Linked DNA regions of Macaca mulatta: region 2 is linked to region 1. Evidence: chromatin contacts called from public Hi-C data. All regions are on one chromosome and are shown on one strand. Each heading gives the region's core, a stretch centred on a gene start, on an enhancer-like site or on the middle of the called end of the contact. The rest is flanking DNA. Distances are from core to core; before and after follow the strand shown. Region 1 has its middle 190 kb from the start of KLF12. Region 2 has its middle 340 kb from the start of KLF12.

Region 1 (7,242 bases), core at 2,109-4,608:
TTACTTATCTAAACAACTCTATCGTCCAGTAAGAAAAGGGCATGGAAGTGTCTAGGTGGTTTTGCAGAATGACGTGTATTTGATTGGCAGATGTCTACCGAAGTCACTAGATGCACACGCAGTAAATGTAAATAGAGTTGCTCGTCTCTCTGATGTTACAGGGAAACAGAAGCTAACGCTGGTGTAAAATAAAATATCAGAATGCTCGGCCGAGAATTCCATTAGCTAGTGGAATTATTCAAAACTATCCCTACAGAACGACACTTAAGCCATCTACACAGTTAAATTAGAGGGCTGACAATACTAACTACACAAACTGTTTATCCACATCACACATTCCGTTGTATTAATACTCTTTAACTCAACAGTCAGGTTTTATCAGCTGAAATAAGACTATTACTATTAAAGTATGCAAAACTCGAAGCGCAGGGTGAAGGGGGTTGGGAAGCTGCAGGGCATATAACAAAGGAATTGGTACTTTTTCCAAGCATTTGCCTCAAATGCACTGCGAAACAAAACTGTTGAGTGCACCCCACCCTTTTCCCCCAAAGATAAAAGTTTTCAAAGTTCTTGCAGACAGCTCTCTACTCAACAAAAGCAGGATTGATTCTCCCCGTAGGGGAGCATCTAACGTGAACACCAACTAACGTCGCGGAGGTCAAGTCCGAACCCTCAGAGTGAGCGTCTAAGGCAAGAAGTGGCTCCCAGGCCGGCTCTGCGGGTTCCCGGCCCAGGTGGACGTGCAAAGTTGCCCCTTGTCAACTCCGGCCAGGTCCCCCGTAATTGAAAATAACAGCCACCGGCCAGCCCCTGGCTACTTGCATGGACCAGGCACTGTAGCAAGTGACAGTTACACATCATTACGACCAGAGACAATAATGAATGTAGCACCAGGAGCACTATTCATGCCAGCAGTGTCATCTCCGCCTTAACCCCTTCCCCTCCACTCTCTCCAGTGCGCACACACAGCCCACACGGCCCCGGTGCGGAGCTATTCATCCACCCCTCTCGAGGTCGGGGGGCCAACTACTTCCACAAGCCCCCCTCCCCCCCAAGTTCAGCCCTGGGGTTTTATTTCTCATCCTTGGCAACTGTCAGGCAAACACTGCAACCAACAATTCCACTAGGGGTAGAAAAACATTTGCTTAATTCACGTTACTTGATAACTTCTTCTGAAAAAAAAAATTAGGGGAGGGGGAAAGAAACCTCCTTCTTTCTTCTCCACGAATCCGACCGACGCTACTTGCTTTGCAACAGCATCGCCCTTCCCCGGCCCCCTCCCGCTTCCCAGCACTTTCCCCCTTTAAGAACACAGACCAACCAAAATGATTTAACTTGAGCAGATGACAGAAGGAAAATAAAACACGTTAAGAGAATACGGTCTGATTTGGGATGGCAAAAAAAAAAAGAGGGGGTTGTTTATTTTGATAAGAAACGGAATCGGCACAGACCTGAACAGAAGCTGCAGAGCAGGAGAAATTGTTTTCTTTCCCTCACACAGAGTCCCCCTCTCTCTCCCTTTCTCTCTCTCACACGCGCGCGCGCGCACACACACACACTCACTCGCACACACACGGCGTCACCCGCGCACACGCACACGCAGAGCCTCTCAGCGGCTCTCTGCAGTTCTCAGGAAATGAATGGGGGGCAACCCGGGGAACTGTTGTACTTGCAAATGACTTACCCGGATCACATGATGCGCTAAATGTAGGGTAGGCCGGTGGGTGGAGGCTGCCGAGACGCGAGCCCCGGTCTAGTGTGGGGAGCCTCGCCAGGCCCGCATCGAATTACCCCGGGGCCCAGCCGAGGGGGTTGCAGGACGCCGCTTCTCCTCCCTCGCAGCCCGCAGCTCAGGAAACCGGAGAGGCGCTTGGGGTGGGGTGGGGCGGGGTGAGGTGAGGGGGGGCCGAAAATAAGAAACCCCCAAACAAAAGAGCTCCGGGTCCTCCTCCCCAGAAACAAAGCCCCGCCGCTGCGGGCGAGCCCCGGGGTGGGGCCGAGGGCGGGGGCGGCGGCGGGGAGGGGCTCGCTCAGCAGGCGCTAAGTCGCTTTATTGCCATAAAATGGGGCCCCCGAGCCGCTCCGCCCGAGGATTAGGAGGCGGGATCTGAGTGTGATGGTTGAAATCCCCTGTGGGAAACTAACCCCTCCCCGCTCGCAGAGGTAGAAGGCAACACCCACTGCCCGGCCCTCGCCTCCCCACCCGGACCGCCGGGCTGGGTCCGCTGCGCCTCCACCCCGCCCCACCCCGCCCCACCCCTGCCCCCGCCCCTCGGCCCCGGGCCTCGGCCGCCCTTCCCTTTCACCTGCACCACTTTGCTGCGGCACCCCAAATAACCTAAACATGGCCCTGGGAGCTCGGGGAGTAGTCGGCCGAGGGGGCCTAGGTGGCCCGCGGGGACTCGCGGAGGGAGGGACTCCTGGAGGGCAACTCGCCGGGCAAGGACTCGCGCCGAGAAGCGAGAAAGTCCCCTCTTTTGTGTCAGAGCGCGCCAGGCAGGCTTAGGAGAATTCGGGAACACAGAAAGCGCGCAGCCCGCTTGGGCCCCCACCCCTCGCCGCACCCGCCCGGGTGGGGGCGCGCAGTGGCGGGAGGGGGCCGTCGCCCGGGCAGTCCCTGCGGCTCGCCCGCCAGCGAACTTGGAAAGGTGTGGGCGGAGCCGGCCCGGGCCGCCGGCCGGGGCTGCGGGGCCGCTCGCGGGGACCGCCCCCGGGAGCCGGGCATCGCCCGCGCTGGGCAACAATGGGGTCGAGCAGGGGCAGCCCCGCGCGCCGGTGGGGCGGGTGGGGCAGGCGGAGGGCCGGGCGCGGCAGGCAGGGGAGTCATTGTTTGGGTTCCCGAGCGACGCACGTTGCGGGCGAGGCGGGGGCGCCCCTTCTCCCGGCACTTCACCTTGGCGGGATGAATGGGGGCGAGGCGGAAACGCGCGCCTGGCCTCGCCACCCCAGAGAAGGGGCCCTGCCCGCGCCAGTTTTGTGGGAAAGCAAGCAAACTTGCAGGACTGGGGCAGAGGAACCGGGAGCTGCAGACCCCACCGGCGCCCAGGGGCGGCGGGGAAGGGAGTCCAGCCCCACTGCCCCGCGCCCAGAGCGGAGCCCCGAGAAGCGGGCGGCCCAAAGCCGAGTCCTTGACGCTCTCCCTGGCAGCCCCTCCCTCCCCGCCTCCGCGCTCCGGGGAGCGGATCCGCGGGATTGTGGGGCGGGAGAGGGAGGAGGCGGCCGGGCGGCCCCGCCGTTCCCGCGGCTGCTCGGAGGGCGCAGGGTCAGCGCCGCGCCGGAGGGTCGGCGGGGGCGGGGAGCAGACGGGGCGGAAGCGGCTGGGCGGGCGGGGCGCGCGGCGGGAGGGGGCGAGAGGCTGCGGACCCGCCTCCTCACCATCCTAGGTGAGCGCGGCGCTCCGGGCGCTACAGTACGTCCCTGCCCTGCGCCCCCGTCCCGCCCCGCCCCGCGTGGGAAACCGCCAGGGTGGTGGGAACGCCGGGAAGGGGAAGTTTGTGTGCGGAGAGAAAGCTTTGCTGTACTGTGGCGTGGAGTGGGGTGGGAAGAGAAACAAGGGAGAGGCCGAGAAGCAGGAAATGAGAGCGAAGGCACCAATGTGAGCCAGGGCCAGCCGGGTTCCCCATCGATGTGGCGGTTTCCAGCCACTTCAGGCCCAGTGTGCGTTCCTAATGACAACAAAGGCGGCGTCTGCCTGGTGCGTTCTCTGCCTCCTGCCACTCCTAGGTTCTGGGGAAAATGGGAAGGGTGGTCCAACCTAGAGGAGGAGTCCCACAGCCTAAGATGCGTCTTAGGAAGACAGCAGGGTGCAGAGGAGGGGTCTCTCCTGGTCTTGAGGTTTCGAAGAGGAACAAATGTCTGAAATTTGTGGAGCACTCCTCGAGCGAAGTAGCCTAGGCAGCGGGAGCGGGAAGGCACGGGCACAGCGAGGGCGTCGGGAACCCAGTGGGAGTGGGGGGTTGAGGAGTCGGTCCTCGGTGTGCGGTCTCTGTTCCGGGGAACGCAGCCACAGCTCCTACTCCCTGATCCGATCCTGGGCCTACGGTAAACAGCCCTTTGCACTCTGCTACATCCGGATGGAAACGATGTAAAAACACAAGTTTGAAAAGCAGTAGACTATCGACAACTGCGCAGGATTTCAACGAGAAACTTGCCTCTACTAGAATCACTGAAGTTTCCCTCTAGGTTGGGCAGGGAGTGAAGGAAGGGAGTTTTACTGTAAGGGTGGAAGGATGCTGTAAGAAATTATGTCATTGTGGCAGTTCTTGTACTAACAGCTCTTTCTTGAATGAGGTGAGTGGCGGATAGACCATAAATATATTGTATAGCGAGTGCTTCTGCACGTGGAAAAGTAAACTGGACTCCCTTCCTATGGCAACAGCCACGGGCATGTTAGGAGAGTGATGAAAGATAGCAAACAAACTACAAGAACCCATTCCAGAGGGATTAAGGAAACTAGGGGTAGGTGGAGGTTAGTACCTAGAGTCTGGATACCCTGTATGGTTAAAAGAAAAAGTACTTCAAGCATTGGGGAGGAAAAAAATGCAGATTTTTAAAATCGTTGACAGATACGGAGTAGAAATCTTAAAGTAAGGCAACTTGTTAGCTATGAAAAGCGAAAGGAGAAAGAAGAGAAAAACAGGTTTAGAAGAGAAAATCACTTCGTTGTGTGGACTTGGGGTGGGTGTAAAAGAGCAAAAACATTTGGAAGAATACAAAGCATGGATGATAACGGAGTGAGATCACTAGAGGAGAGTGTGTGTGTATGTGTGTGTACACACACAGGCATGCGTTTCCAAGCCAGTTCATGTAATTCTATCTCCATATAGAATTTAGATTTAAAGAAAAGTAAGTTGTGGATGGAAGGGAAGAAGATAGGGAAAAGTACACTACCTTGGCAAAGGTGCACATTTTTAATGTTCAGACCTTTTTCCTCTCTACCTCTGTGTTTGCAGAGATGTGAAAAGTCAGAAAATGTAAAGATGGCAAATTTATTTCAATCCTTAATCAGGCAGACCATGTAAAAGAATGTGTAGTGAGAAAGTACAATCATAGAATTTGGGGTTTGAAATTATCTGTCGAATCCAATACTATATGGCTTCAATTCTGTTTAAAACCAAGATGATTTTGATAAAGAATGATAACCCATTTCCCTAACTATATAAAAACTTCACTTACTTAGTCTTACATAACCAAAAGAAGGATGAATTATGAACAAGGTAAAGTTTGGTATTCTGAATTGCTTACACATAACACATGCATTGAATTTCTTTTACCTAACACATTGTCCAGAAAAGAAAACCACACCCAAACACCCTCAAAGCAGATAAAATATCTAATTCTAACAACAGGAAAATTTACAACTAGAAATAATGTTGTTAATATAAAAGTAAATGTTACCTGCCGACAAACTTTTTGTCAGTTCTTCTTATACTCAACCAGTGGTGATACTGTCTTTGAAAAATTAGTGGTTAGAAAAATCTTTTTTTAATTTTTTATTTCTATTTATTTATTTATTTATTTATTTATTGACACGGAGTTTCACTCTTGTTGCCCAGGCTGGCGTGCAATGGCACGATTTCACCTCACCGCAACCTCCACCTCCCGCGTTCACATGATTCTCCTGCCTCAGCCTCAGGAGTAGCTAAGATTACAGGTATGCACCACCACGCCTGGCTAATTTTTGTATTTTTAGTAGAGATGGGGTTTCTCCATGTTGGTCAGGCTAGTCTTGAACTCCCGACCTCAGGTGATCCGCCCGCCTCGGCCTCCCAAAGTTCTGGGGTTACAAGCGTGAATCACCACACCCGGCTGGAAAAATCTTTTACAGTATTACGAGCATTACCTGTACCTCACCCAGATTTCTCTAAGGCAAAAACTCTGCTCAATATCTGTGTACATTTAGAGATGTAAGGCTTTGGATTAGTGAAACCGTAGATGATTTAGCACTAATTTAATTTCAAGGGAGAGGATAGGAATTAAGTCTATTTTATAAGTAAAAGCTATGTTGAGAGATTGAAATTAACTAGAAGTGAAAATAAAGCTTATTTCCAGAACTCTGAACAAATTTTAAAATATAATCTTTATTTTTTTTTTCCTAAGGCCTAAAGTGAACATGTACTGTTAGGTTTTCAATGCCTGTATTTTTCACGTGTCATATCTTGGCAATAATGTGCAGCAAAGGGGAATCTTCCTGTTGAAGTATGAGAAAGTGAGAAAGACATGTAAAAGCCTTACTATAACTGCAAACAGCTGGTGATATTATGTGATTACTTGGTAAACAACATGTTTTGATTTGGGGGATGAGCTGTCTGCAAATTAGGGGGAAAATGCCATTTCATAACTTTGTTTTATTGCAATCAATACAGTTTTCAGTCCTTCTAGTTTAAATGTCTTCATCACATCTTCAGATGTGTCTTCTTTTCCACCTTCCTCCAGTCACTTTCATGCAGGCCTTTTCCAGCGTCACCTCCACTATCATGTCTGCTTCCCAGCTCTGAGCTCTGCATCTAGCCCCCTTTCCCTCACATCCACTAATTACAACATATCTATCTTTAGATATGTTATAACATATCTAAATCTATCATCTAACATATCTATCATATCTATCTTTAGATAGATATGTTATAATTATCTAATGTTACAATTAGGCACAATTGGAATGTTACAATTAATGGCACAAATTAGTTACAATAAAATACTATGACACATAAGGGCCCCACTTCCATATTCATACCTCATACTTTCCCCTCCAGCCTGTGCACACATGTTGCGATGATCTTCCTCTGTCCTCTCTGGAATCCTCTAAAAACGATTCCTGGATACCCCACATACATGTGTACGTATCCATCCTCTCACCAAAAAGTTGTCTTTCCCTTCTTGGAGCTTCTTATGGTATAATGGAAAGAGTGCTTCAGCTACTGACTAGCTGGGTTTTCATCTTTTTTCTGATTCTCTATTTTTCCACCTACTTAAATAATATTTTCCCCACATTGAAGGATTAACATTTATTAGGTGCTTACCTGTGCCAATGGGAGATATATTGGCCCAAGTAAGCATCCAATAAATGTTGATTCCCTCATTTATTCTTCGGGTTCTCACACCTTTCTTATTTCCATGAAGTATTGTTGGCTCACCTGTTACATGTAACCCCTTTCGGAACAAGAGCTATACTTTAATCACCTATTTAGCCTTTCTTTTACTCTCACGCTGTTTTGCACATAGTAGGTGATTAATGAATGCTTC
Region 2 (7,242 bases), core at 3,425-5,924, 150 kb after region 1:
CACTTCTTTCCCAGGCTCATACCTCTGTTCCCAGCTTCTACTCTCCTACCTCTTCCTATAGTAGTTCACAGGCCCAGAGTGCTTACGTTGTCTTCTTAGGCACAAGAAATCCTCCCATGCACATACAAAATTAGGACTACCCCTCTCCCCAACCACTACTCTTAGCTCACTCTTTCTATCTTCCAAAGGATAACTGAAGACAAACATGATAAACAAATTCATCATAAAATGCTGAATGTTGATAACAGGGTCATTTTACCTCTTCCTTTTTTTTTCTCTGTCTTTCTCTTCTCCCTCTCCTTTCTTCTCTTCTTTCGAAGAGGGTGTGCCACACTGAAATGGATGTGAGGTAATATATACAACGAAAACTACAGATAAAAGTACAAATGTGTTAAAACTATAATATGATTAAAACAAGGTAGGATGTCACTGTTCAAATACCACAGAATGGATGGAGAAAATCTAAGCTAGGGAAGCTACTGAAATTCATGACATTTCAAAATATTGAGCTTCCAGGAAGACAAGATGAAAAGGGAAACAGTAAAAAGCATATTCAGGAGAGACAAATTTTCTCTAACATAATTCTTAGAAAAAATTATCATATGCATATTCTTGGTGCATAAATTAGAAGGCAGGTAATACCATCCATGCAGTCTTTTTTAAAAAGTAGGGATAGCCTTCATATGGGTTTGTTAAAAAATTGTTATCACTGATAAAATACAAGCTGACATCACTTTTACAGGGACTCCTGGGGAATTTGCATTTTTAAAGTGAACTCTGATCTTAATCCTGAGATTACTTACAAAATCAGCATCTGTGGTGTTAGGACATGGAGGCTGATTTTGTAAGCAGAGATCTTCACCATAATAATAATTTTATGCACTTGCTTTGGTTTTGCACATGTATTTTTCCATTGTGGTTGGATTCAGTGTGCCTTCCATGAGTTTTATGTCTCTGTCTGGTTTTTGGAATGCGGACTCAGTAAATGGAGGTAGAGCCTTGGAGAAAATAGTCCAGAAATCATTTAAACCAAGCTGTAGCTATCATTTTAATGTCCCTTTGAAGGAGGAAGCCTCAGAATTATTTCAGATATAGCCTCTCAAAAATATTTTAAAGTAAGCTTTATAAATCATTACATGGCTCTTTCCTAGCCCTGGTCCCAAAGGTCTGGTAAGCTTTAAATCCCTAGTGACACCTGCTGGGCAGACCTCGGCTCACTGCTGCAGGCTTTCCATCAGCCTACCTCTTCTTTAGCATGCAAAGCTGCAGGCCACTAGGTGAGGGGCTGGCTGCCGCTTGCACAGCTTGCAGCCAGTCTGCTCATTGCTCATGCAGGTGACCTCTGTCGGCAGAATCGTGTGCCAGAGTCTCCCCAGTGCTCTCTCGGGGAAATGATTTCCAACCTGTCCAGACCCCAAGAAACAAACAGGGATCTATCAAAGTTGAGAGAGAGAGAGAATCCACCACTATCCACCCCCAACCCCAGCCCCAAGTTACTAAGCTGCTTCTTTGTCTGAAAACTCGGAGGTGAAAGATGCTACTTGAGCCGTATGTTTTGTTCAAGCACAAACCAAATTATGCTATACTTGCTTATATCTGAACATATTGGTTTATCTTACATAGAGTTTAATTGATGCAAACTTGAACTTCAGTATGTTAGATTTTCAGGAAAACACCATCCCTGTGATTTAGATTGCTATGTTTTTCTTCGAACAAAGCAAAGAGGAGCAAGGCAATTACACCCCTGCTTTGGTTTATTTCCTCCATATTCACCAACCATTACAAAAATAGTGTTTAACCTCTTGTAGTATGACCTCTTGTGTCCTCTACTGTCCAATTGCACTATTTCTTTCTGAGCCAACATCTGCATCCTTGGACAGAGCAACTTGTGTGCAAAGTCCATGTTAGCTGATCAAGCATGGCTTTGTTTGCACTTATTCACTGCTCATCCAGCACTGCATAAGTGGTTTTGCATATTAACTAAGTGCACAGTAACCTTCCTTTACCTCCTTAGAGCTCCACCCCCTCCCACCCGGCCCAGGGAAATCAACACTGTTACTCGCGGAGGAAGCTGCCAAGGGGTTGCCATGGCAACTGTTCTGCTTTCAGCAGCTACTTTTCTGGTTTGAAGGGGGGAAGAAAAAAAAACCTGGGGAGAACTAGGCGGCTTTCTGATCAGAGTTCAGATAAAGAGGGTCACAGTAATTTGTGGGCACTGACTAAAATAACCCAATGGATTTGAGAGTTACCGCAAAAGAAGCAAACAGACAAACTAAAGAGGTAAGTCTAGTGAAAGGCAAATAATTAAATTATTTGGTAGTGGTCTTAAGCTGAAGCATTTCAAGTTTATATCAGTCCAGCTCATCTAAGATGCTATTTTATGAGTCTTTTCATTTTTGTCCAGAGCCAAACACAGACGATGAGTTTTATGGGATTATAAACGGCAGAGAAGCGAGGTAAAGGGGTAAAACAGCAGCAGAGTGGGACTCTGTAACATCTGAAAGTCATTTTCCAAAACTTCATTCAGCACAGGAACAATGCGGCATTCAGGCATAATGAGCTGAAAATGTGTGGTGCTCCAGGTCAAATCAGCAACCTCTGCACTCCTCTCAACAGAGCGGGGAGTGGTTTGCCAAGGTAGGGCAGGAGACAGTCTGATTTCAAAGGAAGGGCTAGGATTAGGCAGAGAACTGTGCAGAGTCAAGAAATGGAAGCCTGGGAAGCCTAGACTGGTGGGTTTCAGCAGCATACAGAGAGCTGTGCTAAAAGCCGCTCTAGACACCTTGTTGGTGGGATTTTGGCAGCTATCCAGCAAAGAGCTGAACAGCTCACAGTGATCCTTGGCTGAAAACTGGCAGGGTGGCGGCAGGGCCGGTCATGCAGCACTAGCGGAGTAGAGCCTCACCCTTCCTGCCTCTGTTCTGCCAGTCTCCCCAGTCAACACCTGCTCCCCACTGGTCAACAAGCTTCCTGGCGCTCCTCTGCATTCAAACTTCTCTTGCATTATTTATTCACTTTAAGGAATAGTAGTGATGAAAACGTAGTACACGAACCATCCTCATCTAAGCTACTATTTTCCGAATATTTATAGCTTTATAGCTTTATTTAGAACCTCACAACAGCTACAATACCCAGATAAAGGAATTTTTATATATTTTTTCTATTTTTTTTTTAAGACTAGTCAAGTGCAGTAGTGAGGAAGGGGGAAAGGGTAGAACAAAGAGTTCGATCTGTAACTGACTGCGAACAATCAATTGCGACAACTCACTACCTTGGGTCCAGCCAGTTAAAATGAATTTTAAGTTAAAGAAGCCATACAAGTACAGAGAGATGGAACGGGATGGTAACTAAATGAGAATGTCATGTCGTTTTGGTGACATTGTCATTAATGTGTGGTGACATGGTTATTAATACTCTCAGTGGAGTAGTAAGGGAAGCTCTAAGCTCTCAGAGGTTAACACCTCTTTAAGGATATGCAAGAGTGGAACAAGGAATCTTGAGTTTGGAGCAGAGAGAGCTTAGCTACACGCAGGCAGTAACTTATTTCTGACCTGAAATACAGCCATTTTGGCCCAACTTCATATTATGGCAGAGGTGACAGGTGTATAGTCAACATTCTGTATTCTTTTGTCATTTCCATCATTTTGTCTTTGACAAGTAGAGAAATTTTGAGGTAGAAAGTAACAGGTAATAAGGGAAGGGAAAAAATGTAAATAAATTCCCCAAACAGGAAATGACCAAGGCAAATATATGCTACAGCAGGATTCAAAATTTTACATGGCTTCTGTATAGAGTGATTTTCGTAGATGACAACAGACAGTAAAAGAGAAGCTTAAAGAGAGAAAATAAAATAAGGCCAAAGACCTAAAGCATTTTATTTAGGCAAAGTTGTGTGAAGTCCCAGAAACTAAACTGGGAAAGGAAGAGATAGATCATTAAAGGACAGCCACCTTACATTGGAGCCCTCATAAATTAAAACAAAATACTAAGAGTTAAAAACTTGAGTGGGCTCTCTCGTGTATCATTGATGTAGCTGGAGGCCCTATATTATATAACAGTAACAGGATACAGGATGACAGTTCCTCACAGACTACAGTAAATGTGATTAAATTATCTCATCAGCTTCATACTCCTGAGTATTTCTACAATGCCAGAAAACCATCCATTAATCTGACCTGTCTGCTAGACCCCCAGACAGCACGGGCTAGAGGTATTAATATTCAAAGAAATTTCCCTCTCAAATGGCCGATTGGAGCGATACCAAGTTTAGTCTCTGCAGCCGTTGAGACCACGAATGAGACACAGAGAAATAATAAGGGGGAAAGAATAAAAGCAAGAATAAAATTCAGAAATTTGTTTTAACTCAGCCACAGATTCTTTTTCATTCCTTTCCACTGACCTGATCTAATTCCAGCAGCCACTATCCCTGTGAAACACTGCCACAGCTGAATTTATTTTTATTTTGTCTGCTCAAAGGCAATGTAAAGCGAATTTGAGAGCACATCACCTTCAGGGAAAAGACTGCAGCGTATTACTCACTACCTCCCTCCGCCCCTCTGCGTGAAAAGGTTAATTTGAATAAGGCTGCTGCTTCCACAAATAGAGCAGTAACCAGCACACAGAGGAACCGCCAATGAGACTGTATTTCAATGATGTCATACTTATACCTGCCTCTTATTATTTGCTGAGTAGCGACAATGTGTTCCTTGAATCTCACGTATTATTGGTTAAGAGCCCTGTCATTCTGAGTACTTCTGGAGAGTTTTAGGCACTGCAGTTTCTTTACAAGCCCAGAATTTTTTCAGCTTCTGCACTTCAACAAACTGTTGGAGAAGGCAGAGTACGTTAAACATTGTTGTCCTGAAAACAAATATAAAAACCTTTATAATTTATACCTGATTTACATGCCATCTGATGCTAGGTCCGTTTGCACAGCAAACACAACATAGGGAAAGTCTGTTTTTCGTTAAAACAAATGAACAAACAAACACTTGGACAGAACTTTCACTGAAGTGTTTCCAGAAAGAGTATGCTTAACTTAGTATTGTCCCACTGGCCTAACTGAAAACAAACTTATTCCACTTATTCTACAACAATTTGTTGCCCCAGCAAGCAGAACTTTCTTACAAAGAAGTAGATCTAAAATTTACCCGTTTGCAGGATAGACGGCATTGGAGGAAGGAAAACCTACCTAGTTTATTTTTGTCCGAAGTGGGTTTTATTTTTAAACCAATTAGGTTTTTGTGCCATTAAATGTGTGCTTCAGGTCACGCAGATTCCTGGACTTTTCTGAGGAAACTCCTATAAATAGGTTTGAAAACTACACTACCTTATAATGAAGCTGACAGATAAATCAGTTGTGTATGAGTTAGGAATTATTCAACTAACTGAAACATTCAAGTAAATATTCTGGTCAGCATGAGATGCAAGGGTGATTGGGAGTCCAGGAAGAAATGTTGGCAGTGATCTTAAGCTGAAGCTCAAAAGTCTCATCATCTATGGTGCCAAGTGAGGCCCCAAGCATGGCTCTCTGGGCAAAGTCACATCCTCAGAGATACAGACGACAAGGTCAGGCTGTCCATTGTCAGTTGGCGAAGCAAAACATATACAGTGAAGGTTAATCCAGTCCACAGCCATGGCTGTATATTAGATGCTCCAGTGAGAAGGGCAGGCCATTAAAGGAGCAACTTGATTTTAACCGGCAGAGAAAGACTAGAAAGTATTCGTGTGTACGAGAATGAGATGAGAAAGGATGACCATGTATGGAATAGACCTCCCTGACTGGACATACATATATGCATATACATCTTAGTGAGAGAAATCTGGAAAAGCAGGCACACAAATCAGTAAAGATGATGTAAATTAGGAAGAGGTAGAAAGCACCAGATATTTTGGGCATCCATACCTCAAATTCAGTAGCTAATACCAACTATTTTTGAAATGAAAATGTCTTCTCAGCTATGTATCAGAACTTACTGTCTGCAGAGTCTGATCACAGGTTAGCCAGATGTTCTAAAACTTGATTATTTTATACTTTACATGCTTTACAATACTATTGTAGACACTGAACATTCAACGAGATGCTCACTGTGTTAAGAGCATGGGAAATGAGACCAAAGTTAAGTTTAATTGCAGTAAAAAGTGGAGAATAGACTACCATTCTATTAAAGTTAGAAGGAACTAGAGCCGTATCCACTGTACTTGAACTTCCTGGTATTTCCACGAACAAAGTGCATGTGATTTTTTTTTTTTTTTTTTTTTTTCTTGAGACAGAGTCTCGCTCTGTCACCCAGGCTGGAGTGCAGTGGCGCGATCTTGGCTCACTGCAAGCTCCGCCTCCCGGGTTCACGCCATTCTCCTGCCCCAACTTCCTGAGACTACAGGGGCAGGTCGCCATGCCCAGCTAATTTTTTATATTTTTAGTAGAGACGGGGTTTCACTGTGTTAGCCAGGATGGTCTTGATCTCCTGACCTCATGATCTGCCTGCCTCGGCCTCCCAAAGTGCTGGGATTACAGGCATGGCCACCGGGCCCGGCTGTAAATTTTGATTGGAGAGATCTCTCTGTATGGTGTTGAGTACAATGGCGTTTGGTGTCAGACACACCTGAATTCAAATCCCAACTCCAACAATTAGTAGCTTTGCAACCTTGATCATTATAATTAACCTATCTAAGCTTCAGTTCTCTGGAAGGATAATGATGATACCCAGGTGTGGGATGGGAAGATTGTGAGAATTAGACTGAATAAAGTATATATGTTTGATTAACATAATGCCTCTCTCAGTAAATGAAAGGGTTTCTTTTATTTTCTTTGTGTGTGTGTGTGTGTGTGTGTGTTTGTGGTTTTAACTTTGTTATGTCCTTAAGGTCCTTCAAGAATCTACATGACCTGTCTCCTGACTGATCATTTCTTGTCACTCCTTTTCTCCTACACTCTATCCCAGCCATAATGACCTTCTTGCGACTTCCCAAACACGCCTAGTGTGTTTTGGCTGGAGGACTTTACTTTGCAGCTCCCCTTGCCTGGACTGTTTCCCCTCCCAAGTGTACCTTGGTCACTTTCTTCAGGTCTCAGTTCAAATATTAACAAGAGAAATCTGGCTTAACACCCTGCCTGAAATGGCTTCCCTGTGACTCTCTTTCCCATAACACTATGTTATGCTTTTTCATTGCCACTAGACATGATTTTGTTTATTCTTAATTTGTTTATTATCTGTTTTGCTCTCTTGAATGTCAGGTCCA

What was found. Hi-C and Micro-C count contacts between places; a contact is called where the count stands out from the background.
Region 2: a contact with region 1 is called in a Hi-C map of fetal cortex germinal zone, with 4 times the contacts expected there. The contact joins two enhancer-like sites. A contact is called at or near these places in 3 of 14 Hi-C or Micro-C datasets (CD4 T cells, fetal cortex germinal zone and liver).

The regions. Positions count from the first base shown.
Region 1 is chr17:68,899,688-68,906,929 of T2T-MMU8v2.0, forward strand. No RefSeq gene overlaps it. Among named protein-coding and RNA genes, the nearest start is that of KLF12, 190 kb to the left of the region's middle. Within about 2 kb of position 3,359, at least 22 of the 40 cell types and tissues checked have an H3K27ac peak or open chromatin away from gene starts, as enhancers often do. A contact at or near this core is called in CD4 T cells and fetal cortex germinal zone, where this site is marked.
Region 2 is chr17:69,049,252-69,056,493 of T2T-MMU8v2.0, forward strand. No RefSeq gene overlaps it. Among named protein-coding and RNA genes, the nearest start is that of KLF12, 340 kb to the left of the region's middle. Within about 2 kb of position 4,675, at least 30 of the 40 cell types and tissues checked have an H3K27ac peak or open chromatin away from gene starts, as enhancers often do. A contact at or near this core is called in CD4 T cells and fetal cortex germinal zone, where this site is marked.